Regions from separate parts of the Mus musculus genome. Here regions 2 and 3 are each linked to region 1. A link is a contact called in public HiCAR-type and HiChIP or PLAC-seq data. All regions are on one chromosome and are shown on one strand. The core of a region is the stretch at or near the end of the contact, and the rest is flanking DNA. Distances in the headings are between cores, read along the strand shown.

What was found. HiCAR-type assays count read pairs that join an accessible place to other places. HiChIP or PLAC-seq counts read pairs in DNA pulled down with a chosen protein or histone mark.
Region 2: a contact with region 1 is called in an H3K27ac HiChIP or PLAC-seq map of microglia, with 6 times the contacts expected there. The contact joins two enhancer-like sites. A contact is called at or near these places in 1 of 15 datasets of contacts at CTCF or cohesin (pro-B cells), 3 of 484 Hi-C or Micro-C datasets (LSK cells, bone marrow-derived macrophages and myeloid progenitors), 8 of 115 datasets of contacts at active chromatin or transcription factors (bone marrow-derived dendritic cells, bone marrow-derived macrophages, double positive thymocytes and 5 more) and 2 of 9 other capture datasets (adipose tissue and liver).
Region 3: a HiCAR-type map of Th2 cells shows a contact between it and region 1, with 5 times the contacts expected there. The contact joins the promoter of Mir155hg here to the enhancer-like site in region 1. A contact is called at or near these places in 6 of 39 promoter capture datasets (the 3T3-L1 cell line, the C10 cell line, the HPC-7 cell line and 1 more), 3 of 15 datasets of contacts at CTCF or cohesin (CD8 T cells, large pre-B cells and pro-B cells), 42 of 484 Hi-C or Micro-C datasets (B cells, CD4 T cells, CD8 T cells and 25 more) and 17 of 115 datasets of contacts at active chromatin or transcription factors (the 230-238 cell line, CD4 single positive thymocytes, CD8 T cells and 11 more).

The regions. Positions count from the first base shown.
Region 1 is chr16:84,581,206-84,586,101 of GRCm38.p6, forward strand. No RefSeq gene overlaps it. Among named protein-coding and RNA genes, the nearest start is that of Gm32073, 25 kb to the left of the region's middle. Within about 2 kb of position 2,351, at least 134 of the 459 cell types and tissues checked have an H3K27ac peak or open chromatin away from gene starts, as enhancers often do. A contact at or near this core is called in the 230-238 cell line, B cells, CD4 single positive thymocytes and 29 more, where this site is marked.
Region 2 is chr16:84,811,730-84,816,625 of GRCm38.p6, forward strand. Jam2 (junction adhesion molecule 2) reads left to right here. Exons shown (of 10, transcript NM_023844.5): 5 at 1,170-1,369; 6 at 3,440-3,539; 7 at 4,537-4,644. Among named protein-coding and RNA genes, the nearest start is that of Gm46557, 8.6 kb to the right of the region's middle. Within about 2 kb of position 2,567, at least 50 of the 459 cell types and tissues checked have an H3K27ac peak or open chromatin away from gene starts, as enhancers often do. A contact at or near this core is called in bone marrow-derived macrophages, microglia and myeloid progenitors, where this site is marked.
Region 3 is chr16:84,710,400-84,715,295 of GRCm38.p6, forward strand. It overlaps Mir155hg (Mir155 host gene (non-protein coding)), which reads left to right and starts at 2,624. Exons shown (of 2, transcript NR_132106.1): 1 at 2,624-2,694; 2 at 3,654-4,846. It overlaps Mir155 (microRNA 155), which reads left to right and starts at 3,741; the gene lies at 3,741-3,805.

The sequences.
Region 1 (4,896 bases), core at 1,101-3,600:
AAGATGGGAGAGAAGAGAGTGGCCAGGCTCCTTGGGAAAGGGGGGTCTCTGCATCTCGACTGCACAGCACAATGGAGCTAGCTCTGAAGGATAGGGTGCAGGTAAAGTGGCCTGAAGGCATGAGAACAGGAGAGCTGACCCTGCCTCCTGCTGGTGGCAGCACTGGGCCACCCAGTACAAGCAGTGCTTGAGAACCAACCCTGGTGGTGCTGAGAGAGCCAGCGCTGACCACCTTAGCTATCACCCAGGCCCAGATTCAGGGTTCGGAGTTGGCCCACCCCAAAATCTGTATCATCTGCAAATGGTTGGGACAAGTGAAAAGGCCACTTGCTCTTTGGATCCTGCTGTTCCACACAGGGCAACAACAAGATAAGCAGATAATTGAGTCCCTGTAAGGATACAACTTTGATTGTGTCATGGAAGCCAGAGATCTTGAACCAGACCGATGACTCATTGCAAGGAACATGAGCAAGTGAAGATGTGTGGACAGAGGGATACACTGTGGGACACACTACACTTTCCACAATGAGATGTTTTCTATGCTGTGTGTGTGTGTGTGTGTGTGTGTGTGTGTGTGTGTGTGTGCCTGTCTGTCTGTCTGTGTGTCTGTGTGTCTGTGTGTGTGTGTGTGTGTGTGTGTGTCTGTGTGTGTGGGTGTCTGTGTGTGTGTCTGTGTGTGTTATTTTATGAGAGAGGTTGTAAAGGCAACAGGTGCATATGAGGGGATGGAGAGATGAGGGGGACTGGAGTACATGATGTGAAACTCACAAAGAATCCATAAATTTTTTTTAAGGGCCATGAATTAGAAAGAGAGTAAGGAAGAGGAGATATATGAGTCAGCTTAGAGGAGAGAGAGGGAGGAAATGATCTACTTACAATAAAATAACTTAAAAACTTTAAAAAGTTATTTTTAAAAGAAAAACTATTGATAAAGTTGATCTGCCTGTATGGATAAATGGGCATGAATACAGGACTAAATGGGTGACTGGTATGTAAGTGACAACATCATGTCTAAATTTCAAAGTTTATGACTGGACCAAGGCTATCAAAACCAAATACTAATGTTATCAACTATCCCTCCTATGTGAAGAAAAGAAGTGCCAAAAACTAGAAAACATTGCTAGAAACACCAGGTAACAACAATCAGGTGGGGCAAATATTAGGCTAGGCTGCTGCTGGTCCCAGCCAAATACAGCTTCTGTATTTCTACAGAGCATCTCAGAAACTGGAAAAAGAAAAAACACACACACACACAAACACACACATAAACATACACAACACATACATACACACACTAACACACATATACACACAAACACACACAACAACACGCCCACATATACACACACACAAACATGCACACACACCTGGAAAAATTAATATGAACCCAAATTTATCTCTATGTTGGTTTTGAAGTAGTAGAAAAATGGACTTTCTAAATATATCTAGGATTCTGTCTACATAGTCAACCAAAGATTAAACATTTTTATAAACTTTAATTATATTGTATTATATATAATTATTTCATTTCACATGTATTGGTATTTTGCCTGCATGTATGTCTGTGAACTACTGGCATGTCTGCTGCCCATGTAGGTCAGAAGAGGACATGGGATCCTCTGGAAGTGGAATTATAAATAAGTGTGAGCTGCCCTGTGGGTGCTGAGAATAGAGCCTAGGTCCTCTGTAAGAAAGCAGTCCTTTCAACTGCTAAGCCATCTTTTTAGCCCAAAGACATTTCTTAATTACACTTCCACTGAATATGTAGAGAAATTTTGTTGTTAATTCCTAAACAATAGATTGGATGAGTAGTTGACAGATAACTTCCAGTATATGAGGACTACATAATTGAGATGAATATACATACCACTTCATTTCATGTAGGATTCTTTAGCCTCCAAAGGTTTTATTATGTGTGGGGATACTAGAAGTATGACCTTGATGGAATCTTAAATCTACATCAAGTAATTTTATATTTAGCTCCTCAATTAATTTTTAAAATAATAATTTGAAGAAAGAGTTATGTTGGCCTAGGAAATTGATACCCACATTCAGACAGTGTCAAGGTCCAAATTTACGCTGGTGACCACACTTTGAACTATGTCCTTCTGACTTTAAATACTAGTCTGTGGGATGGCCTGCAGTCACAGAGTTCTAGCTCAAATGTAGCAATGATTTTGGTTACCATACAGTCATTCAAACTGACACCTGTGAGAGGCGCTCTAGAGTAAACAGGTTAGAATTCTGTTTCCCTGGAATTTTCTAGAGTTTCTGAAAGCCTAGACACCTCGGACTCGAGCTGTGAAATCCTCAGTGACTAACCAACTGCAGCACTCAGATCGGACACAGGCAGAGGCTTGTGGTCATGTGATCTCCCTCACTGAATACGTCATGTGTCTGATTCAGCAAGGAAACGGAAAGACAAAAAAACCCTAACCTTTCGAAATCTCCATCTGCTTGAAATACTCTTATTGCTCACAGTCTTAGTTCTACTTTGTGATTCATCAACCCTAAAAACAAAAGTAGGCCTACAGATATTCCTGGGATGCTTCCTAGACTCTGTGTGTGGTGTGTGTGCGCGCTCACACCACACACACACACACACACGCACACGCACACGCACACGCACACGCGCGCGCACACACACACACACACACACACACACACACGCATACACGCACACACACGCATGCACGCACACAGCACACACGCACGCACACACAGGCACGTTTATACCTGGATCCTCTCATTATAGTCTGTGTGGGATCTCCAACTTAAAGACACTTTCAAGCAGTTACTGACTTCTGAGACTTTCTTACCAGAAAACAATGAAGTAAACCACAGCTTCCTGTCCCTGACACTTTGTCACATGGTGTCGATGCAGTGACTACCCACAGAGATCCAGATGGCTGAGAGACATCAACTGCTCCAGTATACTCTGAAAATGTTTTTGTTTTGTTTAAAAAAAAAAAAAAAAACAATGTCTCAGCTGCCACTGGGGCCATCAAGAAGTCCTGTTTACGTGCTTCATACCCGTGTGCTTCTATCACAAGCCTCTTTAGCAGGTCTTTCTTAATTATGAAGTCCTCCATGTGCCTCAAAGGCTTTGCATCCAAAGAACAGTGTCAAATACATCTGTGGACACTTAGAAAAACAGCACCGCTCACTCACATTCTGAATGTAACCGGAGCTATTCTGTTGAGTCACTGAAAATGTTGATGCTAGAATGTATCCTCAGCATCTCTACAGGATGCTAATCTTAACCCCGGTGTGGAGAGAGTATCCAGTAGTGAAGCTCCCCAGGGGACCAAAGCAACTGCAAACCTATATAATATTGTTTAGATTAGAAAATCTGCTGCCAAACAGAACTTGCCCTCCTATATGGTTCACTTTACACAGCACGGATCAGAGTTTTATCCCATGAAAGCACTAACTAAAAGTGGAAATCTTCTAAGCCTGTTACATTTTCTATCAAATAAGATTTTAAGTAAAGATAGATAGCCTGTGTTACACTACTTCTCCTGAAAATGATTTTTATGTCCTCGGTGAGTGACCAAGAAACCCCGGGGCAAGAATCAATATTGAATTTTCTGTACTCTTCCAAGGGATGAAAAACCTAAATTGAGGCTATTTCTTTTGTAAAAAAACTGAGCTGCAAGGCCCACGTGAGCATCTTCAGATGCTTCAGATGCTGAGATTTCAGAATTACGACGACACTGACGTTTCTCTCAAGGAATCTGAATTTTCATCAGTTGAGCTCAAAGAATGTATATAGAGGATTTTTTTTTCCTCAATGAGAATGAAGAAGGTACCCGAATGAAACTGAACCAGGAACTCTCCTGGAGGAGAGCGTCCAGACCGAAATGAGCAGAAACATTTGTTTTTAAACTCTGCCAAGTTGTAAGGCAATGCAGTGCATGAACATTGCCGCAGGTTACTCAGATGTGCGTGGATGCTTTTCCCTGAGTTTCCCAGTTCCTCTTTGCCATCCGTGCAGCCACGGCAGCCAATTAGTCCATTCTGAGTTATTTCCTGTGGATGTGGGTATCACGGGGTGGGGTGGAAAACCAAAACTTTCTTTATGTCTCTGGTTTATGGGTTTTCTAGCATAAAGGGGCAAAAATGAATCTGAGAGGGGAAACATTCAAGAAGCAAAAGGGCAGGGATTTTCCCTGGAGAATAGAAAAATCATCTGCTTGGCTAAAGGACTTCAGAAGAGAGATCAGGTGTGGGTAATTTGAAAAGAAAATGCTGCCTCTTCCTAGATGACTTCAGTGAGGGAACAAAGCAGTCTAGGAGACAGACAACAAATTTGGATGTTCGGGGAGCTGGAGAGATGGCTCAGTGGTGAAGAGCACCGACTGCTCTTCCAGAGGTCCTGAATTCAATTCCCAGCAACCACATGGTGGTTCACAACCATCTGTAATGGGATCTGATGCCTTCTTCTGGTGTGTCTGAAGAAAGCTACAGTGTACTCATATAAATAAAATAAATGAATCTTTAAAAAAAATATTTGGATATTTGCCCCTCCTCTCAAATGATGTTTCTCCATTAATCAATTTATTTATCGACTTTACAATCTGATTAAACCCCCCTCCTCCAGGGGCCCCGACACACAGCCTCTCCCCCCATGACCCCTCCAATTCTCCTCTGAGGAGAGGGAGGTTCCCCCTGGGTCACCCCCACCCTGTCACATCAAGTCTCTGCAGGGATAGATGAGTCCTCTCCCACTGAGGCCAGACAAGGCAGCCCACTTAGGGGAATGGGATCTACACACAGGCAACAGAGTCAGGGACAGCCCTGACTAGTTGTTCGGGAACCCACATGAAGACCAAGATGCACGTTTGCTAAATATTGCAGGCAGCCGATGTCCAGCCCATGTTTGCTCTTTGGGTG
Region 2 (4,896 bases), core at 1,317-3,816, 230 kb after region 1:
CTTTCCACCTTTCCCTTGTAAATCTGACAAGAATTGCTGGGGTTACCATGGTTACCATGCACAACTTGCACGCTAGGCTGTCTTGACATTTCCTCTGCCAAACAACTTGGTCCACCACTTTAAAGCTCAGTCTCACTCCAGTTTTCAGGACACTGGCAGAAAAGAAGCCAGATTTGTTGTCAATTTGTCATATTAATGCACTCTACTCTAATTTCTGATATAAGTCAAGTCCTTGACAAACCCCCCCCCCCCAAGTCTTAAAAAAGCACAATCTTCCGTTGCCACACTTCCAAACAGGAGTTTGGAATGACCATTATGACCCATTAAAGCTCTGTTTATAGCATTATTGCACTTTACAGCTCCAAACTCTATTACAATCCTGCAAATCAGTTCCTAAGGCATATGAGCCATGCGGTCAGGGACCACTACAATGGTTCCCGTTCCTGGTGCTAATTTTTGTTATTAGTCACTTTCCTGATTTCTGTGACCACCTGCATAATAAGGAGCAACTTAAGGAAGGCTCATGTTTTGAGTAGATATAAGTCCAGCATGGTGGGGAAACCGTGGAGATGGGACCAGCTCCTCTGTGGAAGTGGGAACATGAGGCTACTTGCTCACATCTTGGCAGACCAAGAAGCAGAGAGGGGCCAGAAGCAGGACTAGCCTATAAACATTCAGGGGAGTCTTCAGTGACACACTTCCTCACAAGTGTCCTAGAACCTCCCCCAAACACCAGCAGCAGCTGCGGGCCAGGTGTTCAAACACATGAGCTACCCCATGGAGGATATTCATACTCACACCGTAACATTCTACTTTATGAAGTGAAGAGACTCAGAAAAAAGACATGACTGGCCCCCTCAATCCATGGCTTTTGAAGTTCAAGTGTTCTGATAACTACTGGGTAGTAGATGAGAATAAGGGGAGCAAATGGAGCATAGATCAGATATAAAAATGGCCATATCACTTTAACCTATATTCCTTTGGCCAAAGTAATGTATATAACCTACCTGGGAGCAAGAAGGGTGAAAATATGGTATATTGCGGGCTCAAGAAAAAAAGAAAAGACATACAGTGGCCCCATCTGTTTCTCAGTCGTCCACTCAATACAGGCTATTGGAGCCCATGTTCAGCTAATGAATAGTCTGCATCGTTTGGCTTCCATTGTCCAGTGGCTCCTGCTGTTCCTGCCTGTGAAGTGCCCACTTCTGTTATGACTGGAAGTGTGGTGGAGCTACGATGCCAGGATAAAGAAGGAAACCCAGCTCCGGAGTACATCTGGTTTAAAGATGGCACAAGTTTGCTAGGGAATCCAAAAGGCGGCACACACAACAACAGCTCGTACACAATGAACACGAAGTCTGGAATTCTGGTAAGGTCGTTTCAGGCATTAAACTTCTGTCTGTCATCGTGAGAAAAAAGGTTATTAGATCCTTAAATTATACATAATAGGTCAAGCTCATTGCTTACTAAGTGGAGGGGGGTGGTAGCGGTGGTAGCAGGCAAGAGGATGGTACATGTGCTAAGACATGATGGAACAGACTACTTACTGTGGGAAGTGGGAAGATGGGGTCGGAAAACCAGGGAGCCAAGCAGACAGGGCATGACCAGCAACTCAGGGCAGGTCAACTCTTTTTCATGATGGATCAGGAAGCACTCTATAGCTACCTCCCTCTATGTCCTGGAAAATCAACCAACCTCAATCTCAATGTTAACCACACAGGAAATGCACCAAAAACTCAGTGGGAGATGCCTGAGCCTCAGGGCTAACTGTGTGGAAACAGTGACCATAGGAAAACCACGTTAGGGTGTCTTCGCCATTAAACTTTCTGCTGGCGCCAGATCCTTCAGTGTAGTCTCTGCGACTTACCTCTCTGTTGTTACCTCATCTGTAAATTTAGCCCAGATTATCCAATTGTTCCCTTTCCTAGAGAAACCGATACAGCAGCTCCTTAAATAAGCTGTTCGAGCTTCATGACTATTTTTACTTTTCCATCTGTGATTTTTTTTTTCAGAGTAGAGGAAGGATCATTTCATTTGAAACCTTTTGCTAACAATTGCGATAATATTGCGTTGGGCTTTAAATATTTTTGTTCCCAGCAATGCAAAATCACGACCACAAGTGTTATGGAAAAAAAAAAAAAACCCTTATAGGTAAGGTAATACTAACGAGTCTTAGGAATTTGGAAACAGAGGTTGGTCATTTCCATTTATTCTTTCTCCTGGTGCAGTATCAGCAGAAGTCACATCCTCCGGTCCTCAAGAAAGCACGCTGCCTCTGTAGCTAAGTGAAAGAAGGAGTGGCGGGCACTGCCCTCAGAATCAGGTCATGTGCTAGCGTTCGCAGTCTTCAGGAGCAGTCAGCAGGTCCGAGCCATTTTACACTGTGAAATTGGGCACTAAACCTGCCTTCGCACACTGCTATATTTACTCTTCAGATTTATTTTTTTCTGAGTGGGTGATAAAAGCCTTGAGGCAGGTCTGAAGTGCTGGATGCTCTCTCCTCAGGGAGTCAGCCCTTGGGGTATGGGGTAAAACACCTTATGCCCAAGGGCAGCTTAAACTGGAGCGAGCTCTTCCTTCTTTTGTCAGTTCCCTCCCTGTTCTTCTTTCCCACCAGAAACGCTCCAAGGGTATAAAACTGCTGGTACAAATGATAAAGTCTATCCCACCAAATTCCTACCTTTCATTATATGGCAGGGAGAAGTAGTGAGGGTTGAACTTTTGTTGTTGGGTTTTTGATTTTTTGTTTGAGACAGGATTGCTCCGTGTAGCCCGGGCTGTTCTCAAACTCATGGAGATGCGCCTGCCTTGGTGTCCCGGGTGATGGGATTAAAGGGGGTGCCACCACCACCCAGGACGGTTAAACTTTTCAGAATTTTCAAGGACTCTGGACTTGCTGTAATTTATAATCCTAAAAACATCAGTTGTGGTTTCGTGGGCTGGGAGCTACTTACTTCCTGGCCGTAGCCCTGACTCTGGGGAGAAAGTGCTGTGGTTTGCTCCTGCAGTGACCTCACTGTGTCTGAGGAAGTACACTCGCCCTTTCACTTCGGAGGTCTTCTTTTATGAATGGCATTTCCCAGAAATTAGAGATGCTGAGGGGCCACATATACCTGTGATGCTGGCTATGTGAAGACATTAGAGTGGGCATCAATGGTTTGAGACCAGCCTGGGCGGCATAGTGGGATACTGTTGAAGGCACCAGGAGGAGTGGAGAAGAGAGAAACAGACTTCCTCAGATATGCCTGTCTTTCTCTGCCAAATTAAACAGGCTACTACAGACATTGCAGGTTTTGGTAGATACCTCAATTCACAAGAGAAATATAAATTTCTGGGTCATTACAGAAGGACAGATCCCCTTGTTGACAAACTTCCATATTAGGAGCCTCCTCATAGACTGACAGCCTAAGGGCCGGTTTATTTTTCCTCGTATACATAGCAATTCAACATGATTTCCAAGATGGACAGTGGAGAGTATTACTGCGAAGCCCGGAACTCTGTCGGACACCGCAGGTGCCCTGGGAAGCGAATGCAAGTAGGTAAGCCTGGGGGCTTGAGAAGGACGTGTGTGTGGACAGAGTATGGAAGAGCTGATAGGTAAGGGAGCAAGGGGACAGACACGCTGGAAGAAATGTTTAAAATGAGCTTAATATTAAAACAACAACAACAACAACAACAAAAAACAAAAAACAAAACCAACCCAACACTGTTGCTTTCTGTCTGTCTTCTAATCATGGCAAGACAATTTAGCATATATATATGTTTTTCATTTATCAAATATGCTTTTCTAAGCAATCTGTCTTGCAAATCACTGTTAAGTGTGCTATAGTATGGACTGCTGGGGTCCCACGTAAACTGCTCCCACCGACTTGATACATGCAGCAGAGACTCTTTCTTTCTGGAGTCACACTACAATAACACAGCAGCACTATACGTGTGCCGTGAGCACTATGTGAGTGTTAGCCACCTGGGTCACTGTCAGTAAGTCATGGATGAGGGCTGAGTCAAGGCCCTGACACACTGAGCTTATACTAATTGCAGGCTGGGTTTTCCAAAAGACACACGGAATAGTTTTCAAGCTAGACTGTCCAAAATGTAACTACAATATATTGTATTTCACAAAATGACTTTTGGAATTAAGAGAGTGAGAGTGTTAATCTTTTCTAGGAAATATGAGTTTCAGAGCATACCCCCTCCCACCCACAACAATAAGGATCAAACCAAAGGCTTGATCCCTAGCTGTCAAAGGCAGGTTTCAGGGCTGGAACTCAGGTGTCCAGGCTAGATGGCCAGCACCTTTACGCACTGTGCCATCTTGCCGGTCCTAACATTTAAGATTTTGTAAAAGCTTGGTTCTCTGAATATTTCCAATCCATTTGAGCCATGAATTGAAATTAACTAGGTAAGTAGGCTTCAGAAGCACACAGTTGTCATTGGCATAGCTACCAAGGAGAGTTTTTATGACTGTTGGATTTAACAATAGCATCTGTCCGTCTCCTTAACAAGAATCCACACATGCTTTATTTTACATTCCAGATGTTCTCAACATAAGCGGCATCATAGCAACGGTTGTGGTGGTGGCCTTCGTGATTTCTGTATGTGGCCTTGGCACATGCTATGCTCAGAGGAAAGGCTACTTTTCAAGTAAGTTAAATTCGTCCTTCTCAGATACATGATAGTCTCTATGTTCTTCTGAATAGCGAGGTTTCTTTTCAAGGTACTGTTTCTCCCATGAAGTTCTACCACCAACTCTGGAGAGAGTGTTTTTATGGCTGCTGTGCTACAACGTTCACAATGATGTGCATATGCGCTGTGATACACCTCGGCAACCATATAACACGTCCTTTTTGTGAAATTCTGGAACTCTATGGAATGTGTGAGCGTCATCCTGAGAGC
Region 3 (4,896 bases), core at 1,374-3,873, 130 kb after region 1:
ACAGAAGCCAGGCTAGAGCAGATGAAGAACTTTAGGAGCTATAAGAAAGGGCATGGTGTTCACAGTCATCTTCAACTTTCATCTTAGGTCAAAAGGCAACCAAAGCCTTGTTAACTATGACTCGTGCAGAGCTTCCCCGTGTCTTCATGTTTTACTCGGCTGCTTTAACCTTCGCTCCCTACTTCCCTGGTCTAGTCCAGAACATAGCTTTAGAAACGCAGGTTCAGGGTAAATTCTGGTGGGAAATCCAGATGATTTGTAAATGCAATGATATGCAATTGATTTTAGTAATCCACATAGGATTCAACTATGAATTCTATCTCTATTAGTATGTTTTTCAAGTTAATAGATGATAGAGATAGATAGATAGATAGATAGATAGATAGATAGATAGATAGATAGATAGATACATAGATAGATACATAGATAGATAGATACATAGATACATAGATACATAGATACATAGATACATAGATACATAGATAGATACATAGATACATAGATAGATACATAGATACAGATAGATAGATAGATAGATAGATAGATAGATAGATAGATAGATAGACAGACACATAGACACATAGATACATAGATTGTTAGATGATAAATTAGATAAACTCATCTGAATTAAACCATTTTAATTGTCCAAAATATGACCTTCTTTTCACCTAGTGGCTTTAAAACTAGAATTTGTGTTACTCTATCAATACACAATCATGCTTTTCCAAAGAAGTGGATATTCATTCACTTCAGAACCTCAAAGGAACAGTTTCCAAAAATTTGTATATGTCAAAGTGAATAGCTAGGGCTGTCCCACATGGTATTGGTGAAAAATACAACCACTGGCTTCCTATAAAGAAAATATTTCATCATGCAGTTTCTTTGATAACTCTCGAATGGTTGGTGCTAAGAATAAGCCAGACAAAAAAATAAGCACATAGATATATACACATGTATATACATATATATATAATTGTAGGAGGATCTAATTCATGATTTTCTTGCTTGTTTGCTTGTACGTATGTTTGTTTGAAATACAGTCTCTCCCTATATAAACCAGAGTAGCCTGGAACTCCCAGAAACCTTACTGCCTCTGCTTTTTGAGTGCTAAGATTAAGGGTGTGTGCCACCACACTTGGCCTACAACTCATGATTTTAACATAAAGTGAGACCCTCATAAAACAAATGGAGTCATTTGAGAGAAAAGGTGGGAATGAATGCAGATGTCTTTGATAACTCAATCAGAAACTTAAAACTGGTTACAGTGGCAAAGTTTGTTTGTATGTATGTATATGTGTGTGTATGTATGTATGTATGTATGTATGTATGTATGTATGTATGTATGTATATGTGTGTATGTATGTATGTATGTATGTATGTATGTATGTAGATATATGTGTGTATATGTATATGATGAAAGTTGAAGATGAGTATGAATATGATGCCCTTTCTTACAGCTCCAAAAGTTCATCTACCCTACTCTGTATGTGTGTGTCTGTGTGTGTGTGTTATATGTGTGAGATACATGTGTGTGTGTGTGTTACCACAAAAAAATTACTAAAAATAAAAAGATCCAGTATAGGACATATTCTTCTCTGAGTACCTTAGCTGATAACATTTTCCCTGGCAAATCAGCAAGACTAGACAGATTGTGACATTCTATGCCTCCCTTATACCTCAAAATATTATCCTGAAGAAAAGTCTAATTATATTCTCCTGGAATGTCCTTAGGTTTAGGCTATACCACAGAGAAATGGTGATATGCCACATAGTGAATGGGACCTGGACTTACGATTTGTCTGAACTAAATATAGTGCTTAAGGTTGGTCGAGATTTTTACCTAAGGTCAAAAGAGTTGATTGCAATAGCAATTCCTAACATTATATTTTATTATTTATTGAGACGGGGTCCAATATAGCCCAAGCTGACCCCAGAGGTGATAAGTAATTGGGAACAGCCCTGAGCTCATGATCCTCCTAAGTCCATCTCTCAAGTCCTGAGATCAAAGGCTGCACCAGTGTCCATGTATGTGGTACTTGGGAATCAAACCTAGGCTTTTCATGTAGATAGATGATAGATAGATAGATAGATAGATAGATAGATAGATAGATAGATAGATAGATAGATAGGTGTGTATGTGTGCACACATGTATGTATATATGTAATATACATATATATGTATATATGGCTATACATATATATGTATATATGGCTATATATATATAGCCAGATGTGGTGGTATATGGCTATAATTCCAGAATTTGGGAGACTGAAGTGTAAGGTCATGAGTTCAAGGCCAGCCTAGGTTATATAGGGCAACCTTGGCTACCTATACTAAATATATTCTTGGTAATACCTTTATTCAGATGGTATCTTTAAAGGATAGAAACAGAACTTATAGATAAGTTATTTACTTAAATTGGAATGGGGTTATGTAGGCACTCATGCACACATGCACAGTTGCATATATTCTCCCTAATGGGTCAATAATATGGCATGAAGTAGAACACTAGAATCTTAATAGATTTACTGAGGACTTACTGAGTTCAATGCACTATGAAGAGAAAAGGTATTATTACAGTCTTTCTTTTGGCTGAAATAAAATCCAAGATTGAAACTGTGTAATTCACAGACTTTCCTCATGAAACCAGCTCATCTGAGAAAACAGCAAAGTTTAAAAAAGAAATACTATCAGTAAGTATGATATATTTCCTTGGTTTGGAAATTTCCAAGCCACGATATTCTGCCCTGTCAAAATATATTCACTGGGGAATTTTTAACTTGATGCATTTCTTTTGAACTTAATCACATTTCTACATCTAGCTGGTTTCATTATTAAAGAAAAGAAAAGGTGGTTCCCCTCTGGTCCTAAAGGGAACCACAGACTTGAGTGATGCTTGAACTTCTAGGTTCGCGTACAGTAACACTGAAACCAGAAACTTGTGGGAGAAATGTCACTTTATCTGAGAGAGTAAAATCCAACTCTAACAGGAAACAGCAAATTCATCTTTTTTCTTTTTCTAAACCACTCTGCTGGAGACAAGTCCCTTGAGTCAGAGCTCTTTAAGGCGCACTTCCTTTACATGGGTCAAACTGAAGCCACCGGTTTGTGAGTCCCCAAAGGAATCACTGGAGGACAACAGGAGCATTTTCAGATACCTTTCAGGGCAGACCTGCCCTGGCTGTACCCCCTATCTTGAAGAAAAAGAAAAACGAATAAGGTGAAAATCGCAACTACTATTTATAGAATCAAAATGGGTTCATCCATTGAGTTTTAACTTTCAAAAATCATAAAGTACCATCCTAAATATCTGAGATTTCTTGAATTGCCTAGTGACCTGTGGGATGTACGTCAGAATATTACCCAGAACTGAAGTTGTGTCCTTTGAACTTCAGCATTGTAGAACTATGAACCGTGGCTGTGTTAAAAATGATACATGTATTCAAATATTTCCACAGAATTTAAAGTTTGATTTTATAATTAGTTTTTAAATTGCAAACCTTACAAAAATTTTCCAAAATTTACTTAGAAGCATTTCAGAGCTCTTTTCTTTCAAAGCTGAAGTCTACCTTGCCTTCAGATTCATAATCGTTCACTCTACTTTATAACTAACTGTGTGCGTACACACAACTATTTCTTTTTCTCTTTGCAGGTGCTGCAAACCAGGAAGGGGAAGTGTGTGGTTTAAGTTGCATATCCCTTATCCTCTGGCTGCTGGAGGCTTGCTGAAGGCTGTATGCTGTTAATGCTAATTGTGATAGGGGTTTTGGCCTCTGACTGACTCCTACCTGTTAGCATTAACAGGACACAAGGCCTGTTACTAGCACTCACATGGAACAAATGGCCACCGTGGGAGGATGACAAGTCCAAGAGTCACCCTGCTGGATGAACGTAGATGTCAGACTCTATCATTTAATGTGCTAGTCATAACCTGGTTACTAGGATAGTCCACTGTAAGTGTTACGATAAATGTCATTTAAAAGATAGATCAGCAGTATCCTAAACAACATCTCAACTTCAAGCCCACATGTTTATTTTTTATCTTGAATGGAAAGTGAAACTTGTATCATTTTTATTTCAAAATTATGTTCATAACCATCTTCAATGATTCAACCAGAATACAAAATGAATGCACTAAAAAGGACATTTCTATATTTCTGTAGTTAAAATTCAGGACGGCCATTCTCGACTGACATCTAGGATTGTCTGGAATACCTCTTGTAAGACTTGGAATTGGCATTTTTTCCACATTACAATGTATTAGTCAACTTTGATTTAAAATTTGTAACTCTTGTGTTTTAGTGTAAGGAAAAATTTAGGGTTAGTGTTAGAGTTTAGGGCTAGGTAAGGAAAAACTGAGTCAACACTGAATGATTTTTTTAAAATCTATGAGCCAGCTGTTGGTAGTTTACTCCTTTAATCCCAGCACTCGGGAGGCAGAGACAGGCAGATGGCTGAGTCGAAGGCCAACCTGGTCTACAGAGTGAGCTCCAGGACAGCCTTAGCTACACAGAAAAATGCCTTATCAAAAAATTAAGAAAATAAGATGAAGTATTAAAAAGTGACATGACAAATCATTCCTGAGGGCTACCTATATATTCCTCACACGGTATAAATATTTAATTTAATTAATATTTAATTTCAAATATTCACATTTGAAATGAAACCCAAATCTGGGTTCAAGCTTACTGCTTTAGCTGCACAGTAAAGCTGTGTAGTAAGGAGACCCACGTTTCCTACGCATTTCTTCATGAATGCGGATGAAACTTTACAAGGTTGGTGTGCAGCTCACTGGAGATGAACAACTCTTTGTAAGGTAATAAAATCCCACAGTGATGTCTTAAAGCCAATCCAAAACTCACCCCGTTGCCTGACATAGGTAATAATTTGATATA